Regions from separate parts of the Mus musculus genome. Here region 2 is linked to region 1. A link is a contact called in public promoter capture Hi-C data. All regions are on one chromosome and are shown on one strand. Each heading gives the region's core, a stretch centred on a gene start, on an enhancer-like site or on the middle of the called end of the contact. The rest is flanking DNA. Distances are from core to core; before and after follow the strand shown.

Region 1 (3,987 bases), core at 924-3,423:
CCCACAACAGAAGAATGAACACAGAAAATGTGGTTCATTTACACAATGGAATACTACTCCATTAATACTACTATTAAGAACAAGGACATCCTGACTTTTGCAGGAAAATGCATGGAACTAGAATGTATCATCCTGAGTGTGGTAACTCAGACCCAAAAGGCATGCATACTCATTAATAAGTGAATACTTGCCAAAACATAATACAGTATGCCCAAGATAAAGCCACAGAACAAGCTGAAGGGCCCAAGTGAGGACTCCCCAGTCCCACTTGGGAGGGAGAAGAAAGAAATCACAAATGGGAAGGGAGAGAGGGACCTGGGAGAGAGTGGTCAGAGGGTGGAGGGGGAAGAGGAGATCTTATCTGGTACTAGGTATGGGAAAAGGACTGAAGTCCTGAGGGCAGGCAGAAATAATGGAAACAGGCAACCTCAGGAGGTAGGAGGTTGGGGGGACCCTCCAGAATGCACCAGAGACCAGGGAGGCGAGAGACTGTCAGAAATCAAATGGAGGGATCTTAGATGAAATGACCTACAGTAGGGAGAAGGAACTTATAGAGCCCACCTCCAGCAGGAAGACAGAGTATCAAGTGAGGGAAGAGGTTCCCATACCACAGTTACAACTCTGACCCATAACTGTTTCTGTCTGGAAGAATTACAGGGATGGAAATGGAAAGGAGCCTGAGGAAGGTCCAGCAACAGGCCCAAAGTGGGGTCCAGCTCAAGGAGAGTTCCCAAGGCCTGACACTATTACTATGGAGCACTCACAAAAAGGGACTAATCATGACTGCCCTCTGAAAGACCCAAGAAGCAGTTGAAAGAGTCAAATATAGATATTTGCACCTAACCAATGTACAGAAGCAGCTGACTTCTGTGGTTGAATTAGGGAAAATCTGGGAGAAACTGAAGAGGGTGACCCTGCAAGAGGACCAGCAGTCTTAATTAACCTAGACCCCAGAGATCTCTCAGATCCTGGACCACCAACCATGCAGCATACAACAGCTGATATGAGGCCCCCAACACACATATATAGCATAGGATTGCTGGGTCTGGGCTTAGTCTGAGAAGATGCACCTAACTTGCAAGAGACTAGAAGCCCCAGAGAGTTTAGAGGTCTGGATAGGTGGCAGGTAGAGGGTGGGGACATCCTAGAGACAGGAGCATAGGGAAAATTTATGTGATGTGGACTGAGAGGAAGGGAATAAAATCTGGAGTGTAAAACAATAAATAAATCAATAAATGATTAAATAAAATATCAAATTAATTGAAGAGATACTTGATGCAATCTGACTTAAGGAATTTTCGGGATCCTATATACTAGTATATAAACTCTGACATTATTTCACTAGCTGTTGACAGAGCCTGAATGACTGCCTCTCACCTCTCTCTCCATCCCTCTCTTATTTTTTTCCTATTTTCTTTTGTTACTTTTGGTAGAATGAGTATTTAACTAAGTGATACAGTGTTCTAACAATGAGAAACATTCTATCCTGTTATAGAGGTAAAATATAATATCTTTTCTTAGACAAGGCTGATAAAGGATCCTGAGTCACACACATGAAACATAATCACTCTTCCTTTGAGCAATAGCCTTAGCTGACCTTGTGGTTTTATATAATCACCCATTTCTTTTAAATTTTAAATTGAGGCTGAATAACACTGTCCTGTCATAACATGTCCAAGAAGGCACATAAGGATTTGCTAAAAATGAATTAATAATTCATTGAAGAGATTTAGGTTGAAGAGATACCTAAACAATAGAGAGCACTTACTGCTGCTGCAAAGAACCAGAATTCAGTTCTCAGCACATACATAGTGGCTCACAAACATCTCTAATTTCAGTTTCCTAGGATACAACACCCTCTTCTTACCTCTTAGTGTACCAAGCACACAGGTGGTCCACATACTTAGATTCTAGAAAACACTGATAAATAAATTAATTCATAAACTGTGGTCAACCTTAGAATAAAATATTAGAAGAATGAGAAATGTTCACATTTAAAATATCAGTAATTAATGTTGGCTTAAAGTTGAAGACTGAGCTAATTGAATATCCACTATTTGTACTATTGGTAAAACCCCACAATGAAATCATTTTGGGGAATGCCTTACCTCGATCACAGTGGATAAGAAGTTGCTCCTGTAACACACCCATCCATCCACACAGGGCTCAGTGTCTGGCTCTGTCACACATGGAAAACATGCTATTCAAATGAAGATGCCACTGTGGTTGGACAAAATGATGACATTTCTCCAGTCTCAGGTCGGAGTCCAGGGGAATAGAGATCCTGAGGTCATCTTGGCTCAGGATCCTATTGTCATTATCAGAGGCAGTGTCATTGTCAAAGATGGGGATTCAGCAGCGATGACTAGGAATGGCCGCAGTAAAGTTCTCCATTGCAATATGAGGTGTCACAATAGCGTTGAGGAGGAAATGAAAAATTATATGAAAGATCTAGAATCTCCCTAGGCTTCCCTCTTGATTCAGGAATTCTTGAAAGGCCATCGAAGCTGAATAGCTATCTACAAAGAGGGACAAATAATACTTTACTATAGAAAAGTATTAGTACAAAGCATTTAAAAATTATATTTCACAAAGACACCCTAAATAGTCCTGAGCTGTTCTTCATGTGTCCCTACTAACTTCTGCATTGCTGTCATAGAAAAATTATCCTTTAGTGAGCTAACAAAAGTTTAAAATGTCCATGCCATTAGTAATGAACTTTTCTCTCTTTAGCTTCTTTTAAAATCAACAAGCTTCCTACCATTGTTTCTATTTCAGCAATTGAACTTGTTAAAGATTTATTTTAAAAGGTATTTTGTTTACACAATGCTCCGTGGTCAAATATGGACATTGATCTGCAAATCTCAGGAATCAAAAAAGTTAAACTATAACATGTTATGCCTTTCAGAACATGCAATTTAAAAGGCTCCAAGGTGACCCATTTTGTTTTTTATTCAATGTATTGTGTTTAATATTAAAGCTTGCTAAAAGAGTTAAGGAATAGAATTAAAGTTAAATTAGTTAATGCAAAACACCATACAAAAGCTGTTTCAAATAAGAATGTTCCTCCCAGACACATTTGTTTGAATGCTTGGTTCTCAGTGTATGGAAATTGTTGATGAAAGTAAGAGGAGTGGCCTTGGTGAAAGACATTTGTCACTAGGACTAGGCTTAGAGGTTTAAAATGTGCATTCCATTACTACTTAGCTTTTCTCTCTCTTTGCCTCCACCTTGCATATAACAATATAAGCTTGTCACTAGTACTTCAGTGTTTTGCCTGCCAGTATTGTTGCCAAGCTCTTTTTATGAACGTGGACTCATGCCCTGACATTGTAAACAAGCCCTAAATTAAATATGTTGTTTTATAGGTTGTGCTTGTTCTGGTTTCTCTTCACAGGGATACAAAATTTATTTTAACAAAAATTGGTATCAGAGGGTGTTTTATTTCTGTTATGGGGCTGGATATGCAGTTTTTGGAAAAATACGGAAAATTTGGGTACTTTGAACTAGAAAGTGGTACAACATCATTTCTTAGTATCTACTAAGCTCCACTTAGTATTTGCTCATATTTAAGCTTGGAAGACAACAGTGCTGACATTAATGATGACTATGGAGGCTCAGCTCAAGAAGTTACAGAAGGGAATAATATTGGCAACTGGGATAGTGACCATTCTTGTGATATTTTGCAGAGAATGTGCCTGCTTCCTGTCCTTGTCCTAGAAATCTGCCAGTGGCCAAATTCAAAGGTTTGGGACTAATTTCATTGGCAGAGATTTTAAGAGAGCCCAACTTTGATTCTATTGCCTGACTGTTATGAAATATAATACAGCCAGGGGTACCTTTGTCAGGATCTACCAAGATGAACCCCTGAAAAACATTGAGCATGCAAAAGATCTGGTACAAAAGAGCTTTATTGATGGAGGAGATGGGAGTCAGGACCTGGGGTAAGAATAAAGTTAGAAAAGTGGATGTGCATACAGGCAGACA
Region 2 (3,987 bases), core at 710-3,209, 700 kb after region 1:
CCGGCGCGAGTGCGGGGGTGGCGAGCGAGCCGGGCGGGAGCTCTTCTCCCCGCGCTGCCTCCCTTCTTCCCTCGTGCCTCAGTTTCCCCAACTGGTATGAGGAGACCTAGCCAAGCTAGGCGGGAATGCAAAAAGCGTGATACAACAGGAGGTACGGGGCTATAGACCCCTTCTTCTGTAGCTGCACAGACTCCAGAACGCTGCACGGACCAAAGATGAGGACACTCAGGAGGAGGCAGAGGAAAGCTGGACACCCTCCCCTCCCGCCCACAAAATAAGTGTTTTTATTTCTAAAGGGACATGTGCAGAGGCGGTGGGAGAAAAGGGAGAGCAAGAAGAATGGGGGAAGGGGGCAAAGAGGAAGCTTGATTCAGACTCGGAAATGGATGTGGAGGCCTAACTCCCCCACTCTAAACCACGTGTACACGCACAAGTACACGCACCCCCACGGCTCTCCCAACATGCAGCCCGCAACCTAAGGATGGCCCAGTAGGGGGCAGCCTGCCACAGAGACTGCTTGTTTTCTGACCTAACCCTAAGGGTCTAATGCCACCGAAGGTGGGAGGAGGAGCTGTTCAGATCCTCTGACCCCGACACCCCCTCCGCCCCAAACTGTAGTATATGACCAAACACAGAGAGAAGGCGCACTGGGTACCCCTTGGCAGCCTCAAGAGTACAGATGCCCCCACACGTACCTGCCACCTGTGTCCCGTATCTGCTGGCCCAAGCCCCAGAGTCGTCGTCAATTTCTTCCTTTTCTGGTTCCTTTGGCAACTGAGCTCCAGTCTCAACATTGGTAGGAAAATGAAGAGAGAAGGAAGAATGGGTGTGCCCCGGACTCCAAAACCCTGAGCTTAGAGCTCACCTGGAACCTACCTTTAGCTTTCTCTCCTCCATAAAGGCAATCTTGATTTCGGTCCTTCCCACCTCCCTCCCAGGGCTTCATCACAGCCCATGGGGCAAAACACACAGGAGCTTTTAGTGTTTCCAATTCTCCTCGGTGGTCAGCTCTCCAGGAAGTCTCTATTGGGGCATTGCTGGACCCAGGTCCCTATGACAAAGCCCCCAGGGGTTGTCTCTATCTCCAAGGAGACTCTACACAGAAATCCAAACCAGCCTGGGGGGGAGGGGGGATGAGGGTCAAACCGTAGGCTGAGAGGAGGAGTGGCTCGTACTTCCCAGGTACACACCTGTGAACCTAAAGTGGGAGTCAGGGGAGACAGTTTGACAAGCAGGGAGGAGAGCAGTCTGTCTGCCTGTCTGTCTGTCTACCAAGGGGAAGCTGGAGGTGGAGCAGTCAGGGAGGTAGATGCTACCTCACTTGTCAAAATTAGCCAATTCCACAGTTGGGCAACACTCAGACATACACTGAGCACAGACACACGCTCCCACATGCGTTCTGGCTCCAGATTGGCAGGGTCACACCTGGATTTACGTAGGCTGCATAATGACATGAGCACACATGTCATACTACACATGCCGGACCCTGAACAGCATATGGAACAAACACAGTTTCTCCAGTGCTCCACAAACCAGATACACATATACCCTCACACCAGACCTTTCCATACACCAGAGTGCACTGCCCAGCATGCGGGCATGTCACTCCGTCCCAGGGTGGGTGAGCCAGCCCTCTGGGTCTGGTCCAAGTTGGAACCTCTCACGTGAGGCCCAATGTGTCATTTTCAAACAGAAGGAATTTAGCTCCCTCACAGCAGGGAGGAAGAGCAGGGTGTGTGGCTGGGTGGGTGGGTGGGTGGGCGCGTGGGCATGTTCATGGGGGGAGGGTATGCAAAGGAAGCAGGCATGTGAATAATGGGGCATGTGTGTCGGGGCATGTGTGTTGGGACATGGTGCACAGGAGTTGGGGGCTTTCCGGTTGGGTGGGGGAAGGTGCCCGGGAAACAGAGTGTGCCTTTGTGAGAGGGTGTGTGTGTGTGTGTGTGTGTGTGTGTGTGTGTGTGTGTGTGTGCCGCCAGTCTGTGTGCAGTGGGTGTGGGTGTTTGTCTCCCTGTATCCGCCTTCTCTCTCCTCTTGGACTTTTAGCTTTCCTGGGCTCTCTTTCCTCATGTCCTGCCTCCTCCCTCTCGAGGCTCAAAGTGGGTGCCCTTGTGGACAAGGGGGGCACACTCCAGGACTTAGTCCAACCCCAGATGCTGCCTGAGGCTTCCCTCCTGCTCCCCCTCCCTTTCTTTCCTCCCTTTCCTCCCTCCCTCTCTTTCCCTTCCTCCCTCCCCCCCAAGGCTGGCGTGCCAGGGGGTGGGACATGCCAATCACTGGCTGTGCCTCTCCGGCTGCCAGCACAGGGCGCAGCTCCCCCCGGGAGCCAGGTGTTTGGGTCCCAGGAGACACTGCAGGCCCCCGGAGAAGCACTGAAGCTGAGGACCCTACAGACCCCTCTCCGGTCCCATGGTGAGTACATTTGGAAGGGCTTGGGAGGGGCTGTGTTGAGCTGGGTGCAGAAGCATCAGGGTCCTCTGAGACAGGGCAGGGACAAGGATGAGACAGGAATGGGGGTGGATTCTTGAAAGGGGAGGTGGCCAGGGAGGGGTCTAGAGGCCAAGAGGGCTCTCTAGCAGTGGGCATTGGCTGCTACAAACACCCTGTCTGCTGCTTCTCAGTGGATTTATCTGATGTTTTTCTGTGCTTTAGCTGGCAGAAGAGGTAAAGACCTTCTTAGGAAACTCAACCTAGACTTCAGAAGAGATTAGATGGCTGTGTGGTTAGCAGATCCCCCAGCACACTAAAGGCAGAAGGGGAAGGGCAGGAGGCAGCCCTGGCTACCAGCACCTAGTTGAAGAGTGACCCCATGTACATACTTTTGGGGACACCAGTCCCAGAGCCTCCTTCTCTCCTCCTTCAGGAAACCCTGAATCCTACCTCCCCTATCCACCTTCAGCCCCCCAAGATGGATTGAATGAGGCTGCTGGCCAGATGGACAAGCTGGATGCCAAGGTGGGTGTTGGGCCAGAAGCCAGCAGGAGACCAGGCAAAAAGCCCCAGTGCTCTTTGGAGACAGATAAGCACATGGATAGCCACACCACCCAGACAATGTGGTCCTGGCACGCGAGGGGACCCAGAGGGCCCTCCCTGTGTTTTTGTATCTTTGGCTTGCAGAAGGCAGGTTTCGGGCAATACAAGGGTACTGATGCACACACATGTTCCCTGACTCCAGTAAGGATGAGTTAAATCCAGAGGCTCTGACTCTTGGAGTTGCCACCTCTAAGACAGGTGTCTGGAGAAGGGGCAGTTGGCTCATGGAAATTTCTTCACCTTAGAGGTTCTTAGCGCCAGTGGAGAGGGGTTCAGTTCTTCTTACAGTGCACATCTATCTGCAGCTCATCCCATTGGCTCAGTGACCCCTGCCTCACCGGCTAGCAGTCTCCAGTAGCCAGTCTCCTGTCTCAGAGTAACCAGCTACTCCATGAGCTGCCCAAGGAAAGCTTTCTACCCTCTGATCTCAGCTACAAGGCAAACCATGATCGCTGTTGAGATATGTAAGAGGAAGAGATGGTAGGACAGGGCTACAAGGTATCATTCTAACCTCCATGCTGGACTGGAAGCTTTGGCTTTAATGGATCTTGAAGAGCAATAGGAAGTTCTAAGTGTCCAGAAAGGTCTAGGCAGAGCTGTCCCAATATACAGTCAGAGAAAGCGAGGCTAAAAAGGCAAAATGAACGTACCCATAGCCCCATTAGGGAAACATAGCAGCCCCATCGGTAACTGAACCCCATTCTCCTCACCCTCAGCATAATACTGTGTTGCCTCCTCCATGAACAGGAGGCTAGGATATGGTGGGAAAGGGAAGGGTGTAGCAAGCTTTGCGAGGCAGGATCTTGGGCTCCCAAGCAGGCAGGCAGAGAAGAGGTGGGTGAATTGAGCTGAGTTTCTGCTCGGCTCTGATGCCATGGTGATGCCTCGAAGAATGGGGGAGGGAGAGAGAGAGAGAAGAAAGGAAAGGGGGAGGAGCACAGGAGTGAGGATCTG

Evidence for each region. Promoter capture Hi-C pulls out the DNA fragments that hold promoters and counts their contacts.
Region 2: a contact with region 1 is called in a promoter capture Hi-C map of liver, with 2.7 times the contacts expected there. The contact joins the promoter of Chrm1 here to the promoter of Slc22a27 in region 1. A contact is called at or near these places in 4 of 39 promoter capture datasets (the C10 cell line, liver and stem cell-derived epiblast-like cells) and 1 of 9 other capture datasets (liver).

What each region holds. Positions count from the first base shown.
Region 1 is chr19:7,963,854-7,967,840 of GRCm38.p6, forward strand. Slc22a27 (solute carrier family 22, member 27) reads right to left here and starts at 2,174. Exons shown (of 11, transcript NM_134256.1): 1 at 2,109-2,174.
Region 2 is chr19:8,662,046-8,666,032 of GRCm38.p6, forward strand. Chrm1 (cholinergic receptor, muscarinic 1, CNS) reads left to right here and starts at 1,960. Exons shown (of 3, transcript NM_001112697.1): 1 at 1,960-2,412; 2 at 2,864-2,955. It overlaps 9830166K06Rik (RIKEN cDNA 9830166K06 gene), which reads right to left and starts at 1,290. Exons shown (of 3, transcript NR_045314.1): 1 at 696-1,290.